2 separate regions of the Mus musculus genome follow, and region 1 is linked to region 2. The links are chromatin contacts, called in public HiChIP or PLAC-seq maps. All regions are on one chromosome and are shown on one strand. The core of a region is the stretch at or near the end of the contact, and the rest is flanking DNA. Distances in the headings are between cores, read along the strand shown. Region 1 has its middle 22 kb from the start of Il10ra. Region 2 holds the start of Mpzl3 (myelin protein zero-like 3).

Region 1 (6,028 bases), core at 2,381-4,880, 240 kb after region 2:
TCTGCAGAACCTGGTAAGAGAGGTCACCTCTATCCCTACACTGGTGATTTGTGTTTTCTTAAAAATGAAAAGAAAGAGACCTAACTTTGTTTTTATATTTGTTTAATGAGTGCGCGCGCGCGTGTGTGTGTGTGTGTGTGTGTGTGTGTGTGGAGAGAGAGAGAGAGAGAGAGAGAGAGAGAGAGAGAGAGAGAGAGAGAGAGAGAGAACGCACACAATGAGTGAGAGGACAGCTTGTCTGAGTTGGATTTCAGATTTCTTCTTTTACCACCCGGGTCCCTGGGGTTTAACTCCAGTCCTCAGACCTGGCTATAATAAGCACCTTAACCCACCAAGTCATTTTGCTGTGTCATCTCTTTTTATGCTAATCAGTCCAGCTGGGCTCTATGAATTTTACTAATTTTTTTTTTCATGGAACAACATTTTCATGTTATTGACTTTTTTTTTTTTTGAGACAAAGTCTTATGTAATCCAGGCTGTCCTTGAACTTCTGACCCTCCTGCCTCCACATCTCCAGTGCTGGGATTACAGGCGCGTGCTGCCATGACCAGTTTACATGGGGATGGAGATCAAACTCATGGCTTTACGCATCCTTGACCAACACTCTGCCAATTGAACTATATCTTCATTCTGACATCTGCTTTGTTTTGTTTTGATTCTATTAATTCATACTCAGATATGAATTATTTTTCTTGTCTGCTTAGTTGGAGCCTAATTTTTGCTTCTCTCTCTCTCTCTCCCTCTCTCTCTCTCTCTCTCTTTCTTCCTGACTTCCTAAGGTAGACTTTCTAGGGGAGCCATGAAGAGCTACACATTTCCCTTCCGCTCTGTTTAGCCACAGCCCACACACTTCCATATGTTGTGTCTTCATGTTACACAGTTCAGAATACTCTGTAATTTTCCTTGTAAGTTTTGTTTTACTGGACAGTGGGCTATTTGAAAATACAGGATGAAAAAAAAAGAAAATACAGGATGCTATTTCAAGACATTTGGAGATTTTCCAGATACCTTTCTGATATTAATTTCCAATTAACTCCATCCTGGTACAGTGGGGGGCAAGTGGACCATGCCACCAGACAGGAGAACTGGTAAGGTTGAAGAAGGGTCACAACCCTGGCAATCTCAGAATTGAGAACGGTAGGCATGGGACCAGCTCCCTGCCTGATCTACCTGTCCTGGCACATGTAGCCATGACACCCCATGGAGAGAGCCATGACAGAGGTCATGTAGCATAAAAACCTGGAGTTCTCCATGCTAATGAGGTATCTAGATAGGCCCAAGTGTTCAGCCAATGAGCTTCCCTCCCTGGGCATCCCTTCCCATAGAATGTATTTAATTCCTGGTTCACCTTGAGTAAGACAAATGCATGTACATATGCCATAAAAAAATAAAGCAGTTTGGACAAGCAAGTACTTTCTCCTTCATCAAAGACTACTGCAGGGGGAGGCCTTCTTTATAAAGAGCCTTGCCTAAATCTCCCAGAGAAGGCCTTCTCTCCTTCAGCCTCTCCATCCTCTTACTCTCGGCACTCAACAAACAGGATTCTGCCCTGTCCAAGGCTCAGACATCCCCCTTTCTACCTGACATATAGGGGAAGGCCAGACCCTCGGACCCCGATCTCAGTGTTTCTCATCCGGAAGAACATAGCTGGGACCCCTATCATGGACTGTTCCACCTCCCCTGAGTGGCATCCCAGCAGCGAGGCAGGGTCAAATTGATGGACAGTGCTATTCAAGGGTGCCATGTTCTTACAGTTTTTCTCTCTGCTTAGTCCCACACTTACTGGAAGAAGGGTGTTGAAACTGTTAATTGTAATGGTAGATTTGTCTCTTTCTCCTCACAGCAGTTCACCTTCCTTGCATTTTGAGGGCACATAAACAGTAAACATTAGCAACCTCTTGATTAACTGATATCTTTATCAGTACAACATGAACTTCTCCATCTCTGGCAATTTTTTTTTGCTCTGATTTACTTTGATATTAATATTGCTGCTCCAATTTCCCCTCGACCAGCACAGTACATCACTGCTGTCCTTTCACCTTTAACATGTATCTTTGTTTTGTTTTGCTTGAGACAGGGCTACTCTCTCTAACAGCCTTGGCTGTCCTGGAACTCACTCTGTAGACCAGGCTGCCTCGAACTCACAGAGATCCATGTGCCTCTGCCTACCAAGTGCCAGGATTAAAGGCACGCACCACTATGGCTGGCTTACAGTGCATTTCTTGTTGGCAACAAGTAGTTGACTCTTACCAAGCCTTGCAACTACTGCCTTTTAATTTATATGTAAATGATTGTTGACAGGGTTAGACTTCTCCCTGTTTCTTTTAACCTCATCTCATCTTTTCTATATTTCCTGTTTCCTGTTTGTTTCCACCATCTCTGGATGGATGAAGTAATTTCACCTTCTCTTTGCTAGCTTTTTTTTTTTTTTTTGAGACAAGGTCTTGTGTAATCTAGGCTGTCCTTAAACTTCTGACCCACTTGCTTTCCCCTCTTGAGTGTTGAGATTCAGGCATGTGCCATGTGCCACCATAACCAGTTTAAATAGGAATGGGAATCAAACCCATGGCTTTATGCATGCTTGGCCAACACTCTCCCAACTCAGCTCTATGCATATTCTGACTCTGTTATTGGGGTGAGCTTGGCTGCTCTTGAGGTTATATACGTGACTTTACTTCCAAGTGGTCATGTGACACTTTCTTATGCACAGTACAAGAACCTATAACACACGTGTGTCTCTCTCTTCCCAGCTTTTACCCTACTTTTGTTTTTACATATATTTTAAACCCCCACAATAAATCACAGGTTTCTTTTAGATTTAATAGTCTTTTGTAGTTAAAAGGGCTTTAATTATTTTTTAAGAATTACATTTACTAACAAAGTTACTACCATCCAAAGCATTCCGAGGCCCACTATGAAGGCCCCTGATTCCCACACAGTATCATTTCTCTGTGCTCGAACAGTTTCCCTGAGCAGTGTGGCTCACCTGGGGAAGTTCCGTTAGCTTTGATGCATCTGAAGAGTTTATTTTTAGGAGGCAGTTTTGCTTGGACTGTGTTTTGTTTTCCTTTTAATGTTTTTTAAAGTATTTTTTAAAATTTATTATATGTATATAAGTACATTGTAGCTGTCTTCAGACACACAAGAAGAGGGCATTGGATCCCATTACAGATGGTTGTGAGCCACCATGTGGTTTCTGGGAATTGAACTCAGGACCTCTGGAAGAACAGTCAGTGTTCCTAAGGGCTGAGCCATCTCTCCAGCCCCGTCCTTTTGATGTTTTAAAGATGGTACCGCATAGTCTTCTTTCTTGTGTCATTCCTGCTGGGAAATAAGCTATCACCTATCTGAACTCTTCCTTTGTCCTTAAGAAGCCCAAGCAGCAAGGCTCTAGTGGGGCTTGGCTGCAGCACCTCGGGACAGACGGTATCATGGTGGGAGACCGTGCGTGAGGCAGATGACACCACAAATAGGAAGCCAGAGACCTGGGGAAAACTAGTAAAGGCCACCTTCTGGGCTCACCTCCTAAAAGCTCTACTTTCTTAGGACATCCCGACACTGAGGGCTGTGCAGATTCATTTATATTCAGAACACAGAATTGTAGTCGCTACTCTATACCACAGTGCCTCAGAAGCTGGTGATATCATGACAGAGAAAACGCCCACTAAGCCTCAGTATGGTTTGGTGAATCTTTACAAAGGCATAGAATTTATACCACAATCGTTTTCAGTTTTGAGTTCTGAGGGTTTTTTTTCCATATATATGGAAACCACACCTGTACATGCACACGCACACACACACACACACACACACACACACACACACACACCTATATGTATGTGTGGTTTTACTTTCAGTCTAGGCTAGGCTGGAGCTCAATTTGGCAATTCATCTGCCTCAGCCTTCCAAGTTCTGAGATTACATCTTTTTACATGTCTGCATAGCTCTCTTCTGGCTATCTGTCTTTTCAGCTCAGTAACAGAGAATGACCATTGATGAAACATTCAATCTGCCCCCATCCCAGCCCTGGCACCCTCTTCAACGTTCCCCAAATCAGGCACCTATAAAGTTGACACCTGGTACAAGATAGACACTCTGAACTCTTGCTTACATTGACTGTTCAGTGTTTTGAATTTTATTTCTGAAAATACCACATCTACCTAGTCAACTCCTCTCTTAATTGACATTAGATTAAAAACTCTCACTTAAAGTGCTAAGATAGATGATCCTTGTGCCGCCCACTCCTTGGGAGCTCTACAATGGCGTCTTCAGGGCGGGCTGTCACGAGAGGGATTTTGTGGCTAAGGGCCATGCATTTTGTCGAAATGCATTTTGAGATTTAATTTTGCAGGTGAAGTTTTGTTTTGTTTGGTTTTAAGATCATTTCCTTGGAGGAAATTTCCAGAACCCAAGTGACAGGGTAATGGGTCATAGGAGTGTTGAAAGACTTGGCTGTACATCATTAACAAGGCAAGCATTTTGAAGCCTGACTGGGCCCTCCCTTCATAGCTCTCTGGGTGGACTTGAGCTTTGCTGAAGGCTGGTTTTACTTGAGACAGCCAAGGAGGAGAGAACACTGGGCCATTTCTCAACTCTTGAATAGCTAGAAATCTGGGGAATTAATAGTGTCATCTGGGGAACAAGGAGGCTCATATCCTGGGAGATGCCCTGTCTCCCAATGTCCTTCTATCCATACTGGAGGCCCATTATCTCCTCCTTCCTACCAGCATGTGGAGAGTACCTCACAGCCTGGCAGCACCTCCTATTGTTTTTATTCCCAAAACTAGGATGGAGCCTGGCACACATCTATGTATGTGTATATATGTACATATCTTTGATATATGTATGTGTGTGTGTGGAACCCAAATATATATTATCCCCAAAAACACATTTCTAAAAATGTTTAGTTGTTGAATAAATGAATACCTGCTATCTGCTCTGTAGTTGGTACTGATAGTATTTCATTTGCACCTATAATATTACTTAATAACCTCATAAACTCAGGGATTGGTTGGCTTCATTATCTCCATTTTTCAAGATAAATACATTGACAATCAAAGAGGGAAGAAACTTAATTTTTTTGTTTGTTTGTTTGTTTGTTTCGAGACAGGGTTTCTCTGTGTAGCCTTGGCTATCCTGGAACTCACTTGGTAGACCAGGCTGGTCTCGAACTCAGAAATCTGCCTGCCTCTGCCTCCCAAGTGCTGGGATTAAAGGCATGTGCCACCATGCCCGTCGAAAAAACTTACCTTAAGCCATACCCTTAACACACTTCAAGGGTAACATGAGACCTCAGACACACCATTCCCCACCCTCTAGGATCACTGGAATGCTTGATATTATAATGGCATGTGGCATGTTAGTCACACCATCTCCGAAGACAGTGACTCGTGTGTCTTGGATAGCTTGGAAAGGTGACCCTGAACTTTGTAGGCAAGTGGCACCGGTCAAACACCATGTGGTCCACGTGGTAGGTGCAGTCGTTGCTTCTATCTCTGTCTCCATCCCGTCTCAGTCTTTATAAATGTCAGGAAGATGCAAAGAGGGCCATGGAGAGGTTTTAAGAGAAGGGACTGGACCATCTGTGTCAGGATTCCCTGCAGTCTGTAAACAAATGCACATTAGCGGGCATCCATAAAGCAATCACATAACATTTTCTTTATGTTATTTGTTTGTTTGGGGGCAGTGTCTCATGTAGCTCAAGGTGTCCTTAAGCTTGCTATGTATTCAAGGATGTTCTTGAACTCCTGATCTCCCTGCCTCGGGCTTCCAAGTGCTGTGCTTGTGCATAAATTCTACCATGTCTGACTTTAAAGTTAGGTTTTGTAAGACTTGAACCCAAAATAAGAATTTTAACACCTTCTCCAACTGAGTCTCTAGGTACGCCTTTCAAGCCACTGCCTTAGGAAGAGGGCCCTAACACCAGAGCTTCAGGCTTGTAAGCACACACAGGCATTCCCTGCTCGTATTTGGTTACTAAAGCATGCTGGGGCTGTTCAGGCTGAGTGAAGAGGGCACTAGATCTACC
Region 2 (6,040 bases), core at 2,836-5,335:
AAACCTTTAATCTCAGTGTTTGGGAGGCAGAGGCAGGCAGATCCAGGCCAGCCCGCTCTATAGAGTGAGTTCCAGGCTGTTGGGAGCCGCCCTCACATTTGCCATTATAAGATGGCGCTGACAGCTGTGTTCTAAGTGGTAAACATAATCTGCACACGTGCAGGGGCAGTTTTCCCGCCATGTGTTCTGCCTTTCTCGTGATGACAACTGGGCCAATGGGCTGCAGCCAATCAGGGAGTAATACGTCCTAGGCGGAGGATAATTCTCCTTAAAAGGGACGGGGTTTTGCCATTCTTTCTCTTGCTTTCTTGTTCTTGTTCTTTTTCTTGCTTTCTTGCTCTCTCTTGCTCTTGCTCTTGCTTTCTTGTTCTTTTTCTTGCTCTCTTGCACTCTTGCACTCTTGCTCTTGCGCTCTTGCTCTTTTGCGCTCTGGCTCCTAAAGATGTAAGCAATAAAGCTCTTGCTCTCTTGCTCTCTTGCTCTCTTGCTCTCTGGCTCCTGAAGATGTAAGCAATAAAGCTTTGCCGCAGAAGATTCCGGTTTGTTGTGTTCTTCCTGGCCAGTCTCGAGAACGCGTGTAAGACCAGGCCAGCCTGGGATACAGAGATTTTTAAAATTTGTTTAAATTTGTATCTCCTGTCAGAAATCACAGACGATATATACTCTGTCTCAAAAAAAAAAAAACCAAACCAAATTTCTATTAGGAGTGGATGATGGCACTGCCAGGTATTCCTCTTAGATTCTTCTCAAGAACATTGACTTTTTAAACTTTTGTATTCCAGAAGCTGAGGATTTTTGAGGACACCATCAGCACCCCTTGAAATCAATAGAAATGTTTCCAGCGATGACCTGTCTGTCGTCCTACAGGTTCTGCAGCACAAACCTGCCCAGATGAGCAACGCCCCTGCCTGGCAGCTTTGGGTTCTGCCTGAGCTACTAGACTCAGACTTACCTTCGTTGCTACGGTTCTATCTAATTCCAGAGTGCAATTGTGTGTTAGCTTTTGCAAACCAAGAGGTTACATATTTGTCCTTCCACATTCCTATGGTGTGTGACTCCCATATTTCTGTGCATCAGAGGGGTAAGAAGCCAACTAGCTTGTCTGCCAGAACATACCTTCTCATATTTTAGTTTCTTTAGAACAGCACACAGGTGTGCTCAGGGGTCTGAAGAGATAGCTCATCTATCCTCTTGCAGAAGATCCCAGTTCAGTTCCCAGCATCCATTTGGTGGCTCACAACCATCAGTACCCAGTTTTAGGGGAGGTGACACTCTCTTCTGGTGTCTGCAGGCACTGAATGCATGTGATACATGCAGGCAGATACCCCCCCCCCAAGATAAAAATAAATTAAGTCATAAAAAGATGAGCTAACCATTCCAGCCACTTTTGATTAATACCAAAATCCAAAGTCACACAGGAAGTCTGATTTTCATGGCTATCTTTAAATGGAAACATCTTGTTTTACTGATTTTTTTTCAGTATCCTAGGTTTATTGTTTTGTCAATTATTCCAAGGTTTATAGATGACAGCGCAAATCTAAGCACAATAATGACAAAAGGTCACAAGAACACCAGGACACCAGCAAGTGCTACCAGGATGAATCTCTCAGCATCACTTTTGTATTTATTTATTTATTTTTAGTCAGGTTCTCACTATGTAGTGCTGGCTGCTCTAGAGCTGACTATGCAGTGTTGGCCTGAAACCTAGAGACACCCCCTGCCTCAGCTCTCAAGTGCTTCACTCAAGGGTGTACCCCCACATCTAGCCCGACTGTAGGTTTGTAATGAGCACAGACAGCGTGCTTGCTGTGTGCTCCCTTTTACCCCCAGCTCAACATTCTCTTCATTTGCAGACTGGAGCCCTTAAGCAATTTATTAGAAGACTTCGTGATACACGATAACTTTAAAAGAAAATAGACTTGTGAAGAAGGCCAACTCAAAGCAAATGACCATTTTTTTTTTCAGTCTTATGTGTGAGAACTGGAAGAGATTATTTAAAATACTTTTGGTTTTAATTCACCTTACTTTAAGGAGAATTTGCCATGGGCCAAAGACTACCTAAATGGAAATAACCAATTTTATTTTTCCCTTTATTTGAGTATAAAGCAAACTTTTCAAGTGGCCTATGGAAAGAAGAGGGATGGCTTTCTTCTTTGTGTCTGGTTACATGGTCTGTGCACACTAGCATTGTTTGGAGAACAGAGACCATCTAAAAGTTCAGGTCCAGGGTGAATCTTTGCGATGTGATGGTTTAGTCTTCACTGACTGGGCCACACAGACTATTTCTTTTTAACAAACTGGAATTTCCAAAAGATTCTATTTCTACATATTGGATCTTGTAATTTTACCCAGTCTTTACAAACAAATTGGCATAATTTAAATATAAATTTTGGTCTTGAAATTCATTCTATACATCTTGTTCCACTTTTTAAAATGCCTAAAAAAGGTTTTGTTTTTATTTCTCTCCCTCCCCCCCCCTTAAAAATTAAGACAGGGTCTCACTACTATATAGTTCTGTCTATCCTAGAACTTGCTCTGTAGACCAGGCTGTCCTTGAACTCAGAGATCCTACTGCCTCTGCCTCCCTAGTGCTAGGAATAAGGGCATGTTCCACCATACCCTGGTCTAAAATTTTGATACCTAGTTTTGAAGCTACAAGTTAGAGCTATATTTTCTCTTGTGAATATAACAACTGGATATTTCTTTAAACAGATGGCCTGTGTATATTTCATATTTGTAATGAAGTAGTTAAAAACTCACAGAGAATGTCTCCAGGGAACTTGCAGCTTGTGTCTTGTTTGAATACTCATGGGATATCAGGTTCTTGTTCAGTGTCTCCTTCCTAAGAGTACTTTTGTACTGTAACTTATTTTTTATTATGCATGAATCACTGTGTAAATAAACCCTTAGTAATAAAGAACTATGATTTTTATTATTTGCTTACAAACAAATCTGCAAAATTCACAACAGCAGTTAATGGAAAACAAGGGAAGATGTTTAACTTTGCTCAAGTTTTCTTGGTAGATAGTAGAGTTAGACACGCAGAGCAATCATTAATTGATGAAATTAATTTCTAGTAGTTTTATATTTCTATAGGCTTCACATATTGCTTTGGAGGACTGGGAAATGGGCAAAATGATAGCACACATTTGGAAGACTCATTTCTTGGACCTAACCCTAATCTGAGTCTTACGACTGAAGTCCAGGTTGTCCTTAGTTCTTCTGCCCCAGTCTTGCAGATCTTGGATTTACAGGCTTTTGCCATCCTACCTGACTTAGTTTGGGAACTTTAGAAACAAGGATATTTGTTTTTCTACTCTTGATTCTTCTCATAGAAAAAACTACCGGCTTCCAAGTCTAGTAAAGTATGCCAATGGAAAATGTCAGCTATGAAATATTTCCAAAAGCTGAGGCTTTTTATTCCCTTTTACTTTCATTAACCATGGCGGGTCCAGGAGAATTGAGTGATTACACCAGTAAAGCGGGGTCCTTTCCACCCTTTCTTTCAGAGCATGTTAGACTGTCTCATTCCACGTCAAGTACCGTGATAATGATATCCTTACTTTTAAAATGCAAAGATACACAAACCCAAGTTCCTCCTCTCCTTTAATACACACTGTAATGATTTCATCATCACTGTCACTGCAGTAATTTAATAAACATCCAATTCTGAATGATGTAATGGCTACATTAAAAGGTACACAAATGACGACGCTTGCACGTATTTACCAAAGGACCCAAAAAAGATATATTTATTCTGATCTTGGATGGTCGCCTACGTTTTCCTGAACTTCAAATGTATGAGAATCTTTTGTGAGGGTTCAACTTAGATATTCTAGAGAGATAACTTCTGGATTACAGTCGGAGGATCGAGCCTGGTTCCCTGGAATTCCATAAAAATAGAACTGTTTTTTCAGTCTGTAGCCAATCTGAAGCAGAAGAGCGCAATCAGATCCTCCTGAGAGTCAAAGAACCGCTGATGAGGGTAACCGGGTACGATTCTAGTAACAATCCTTGTCCCTGATTGAGGTTGGGTCCGGGACGGCTCTTTCAAAGGTGACTCCCGACATGACGTCACTTCCGGCACCACCTGCATGGTCCCCGGGAGGCGTAAAGAGGGTGTGTAAGTATCGGAAGAGCTGTCGGGATGCAGCTGGCAAGAGGAACAGTAGGAGGCCGTGGCTGCGCTCTCTTTCCACTGCTGAGCATCCTAGTCGTCCAGGGTGAGTGCGCCAGCTGGCTGGACTCCACTTCCGGCAGGGGGCGGGGGGGTCAGGAAAGATGGTCGCTTTTCCGGTTCCGGGTTGGGGGGTCTCAGAAAAGCCCCCGCTCGGCTTCTGCGAAGGAAGGAAGGAAGGAAGGGAAGGAGGGGGTGTGGGATGGTTTTCTTTCCCGGCTAGCACCTCCCACTGCGGAGAGTTGGTTCCCCTCAGCTCTCAGAGCCCGACCACCTTGTGAGACTTGACACCGCCTTGATGATGCCTTGACGAAACCACAGCGAGCACAGGCTTGGCGGACACTCACTGCTCTTGTGAGATTCTCTGTGCTTGTCTGCCAGGGTTCTGAGTTGCTGTTACACCCTGGTCGGAAACCGGGCAATTCGTGTTCCAGTTATTTTGAGAGACACAATCAGGGCTAGGGAAAAAAAGGAAAAAAAAAAAAAAAAAGAAAAGAAAGGAAGAAAGAAGAAGAAGAGGAAAAAAGGAAAATCATGACTTAGTGATTTTATTTCAGGGGCTTTTAAATAAAACATTTTAGACAAGAGTTATAGTGTGATTTTTCTTATAGCAGGCATATTGCTGAAGAAAAGGCACCTTAGGACTTTCTAAACATTCTGAAGTATAAGAAAAGTCATAGCCATTCTTCTGAAACTTGAATCTTTTAACTATTGTCAGTACAGTGTTGCCATAATGACACTATTGTAAGGTTTGGATAATTTTACTTTCATGCTATTCCAATTTCTAAATTTCAATCCAAACTAATTAGCTTCATTTTGAAATGCGAATATTCTCTTGATTAGTGTGTGTGTGTGTGTGTGTGTGTCTTCCTAAGAAATGGAATACTGGTATAGCTAGCATTAGAATGAATTGTTGTATTGTAGCATTTCTCTGAAAATAATGGACATTTCTGAAAGGGGTCTTTAATATTGTGTAAGTATTAGGTGGCTGAGTCTCATCAGGTAAGATGAGGAGGTTTTTGTTTATCTGGTGACTAATCTGCATGTTGCCAGCACACTCCCTGATCCCTCCCAGCTACCTATGTCATCATAAATGTCCAGTTTTCCCTCTGAGTTCTTTTTACAACAGAGCCAGGCCTACTGTCACCTCATATAAACTCATATATATATATATATATGCATACATACACACACACACAGCAGGGCTGTGGAGGGAGAAATGTCCACATATTGTCCCAATGAGAAAAAAAAAAAAAGATCCTAGAAATTGTGTCTTTTTGTAGATCTAGTGTCATTTCACATATACGAGCAGGTGTCAAATCTAGCAAAACAAATGGTTCAAATTAACTCTGGAGGGCTGGTGAGATCAGTAGGTAAAGGGGCTTGCTTTGCAAGCCTAAAGACCTGGTTCCATCTTCAGACTCTACATACAGGTGAAAGGAGAGAACCAATTCAATAGAGTTGCCTCTGATCTGTACAAGTATGGACACATTCTATTAATAGTTTTAAAGTTATTGATCACTGTGTAGAAACCTATTAAAGATATAGATTTAAACTCCTCACCCACTCCTCCAGGTTTTTTTGAATAGATTTACATTCTGCCTTTAAAACAAACAAACCAGGGGTCTGGAGAGCTGGCTCAGTGGTTAAGAGCATTTGCTGCTCTTCTGTAGGACTCTGGTTTGAGTCACAGAGTTGACGTCATGGCTTACCATGATTTGTAACTCCAATCCCAGGGAATCAGATATCCTCTTTGGCCTTCATAGACCCCCGATATGCAAGTGCTGCACATAAAGGCAGAATTCCCAGACACATAAAATAAAAAAACAAAGGTGGGTAGTTCACAGGCCTATTCATTCACTA

Evidence for each region. HiChIP or PLAC-seq counts read pairs in DNA pulled down with a chosen protein or histone mark.
Region 1: a BATF HiChIP or PLAC-seq map of CD8 T cells shows a contact between it and region 2, with 14 read pairs. The contact joins the enhancer-like site here to the promoter of Mpzl3 in region 2. A contact is called at or near these places in 1 of 39 promoter capture datasets (neural stem cells), 2 of 484 Hi-C or Micro-C datasets (CD8 T cells and double positive thymocytes) and 3 of 115 datasets of contacts at active chromatin or transcription factors (CD8 T cells, bone marrow-derived macrophages and effector CD8 T cells).

What each region holds. Positions count from the first base shown.
Region 1 is chr9:45,288,246-45,294,273 of GRCm38.p6, forward strand. No RefSeq gene overlaps it. Among named protein-coding and RNA genes, the nearest start is that of Il10ra, 22 kb to the left of the region's middle. Within about 2 kb of position 3,631, at least 36 of the 459 cell types and tissues checked have an H3K27ac peak or open chromatin away from gene starts, as enhancers often do. A contact at or near this core is called in CD8 T cells and effector CD8 T cells, where this site is marked.
Region 2 is chr9:45,051,096-45,057,135 of GRCm38.p6, forward strand. Mpzl3 (myelin protein zero-like 3) reads left to right here and starts at 4,086. Exons shown (of 6, transcript NM_001093749.3): 1 at 4,086-4,223. The coding sequence starts at 4,148. It overlaps Mpzl2 (myelin protein zero-like 2), which reads left to right. Exons shown (of 6, transcript NM_007962.4): 6 at 783-2,948.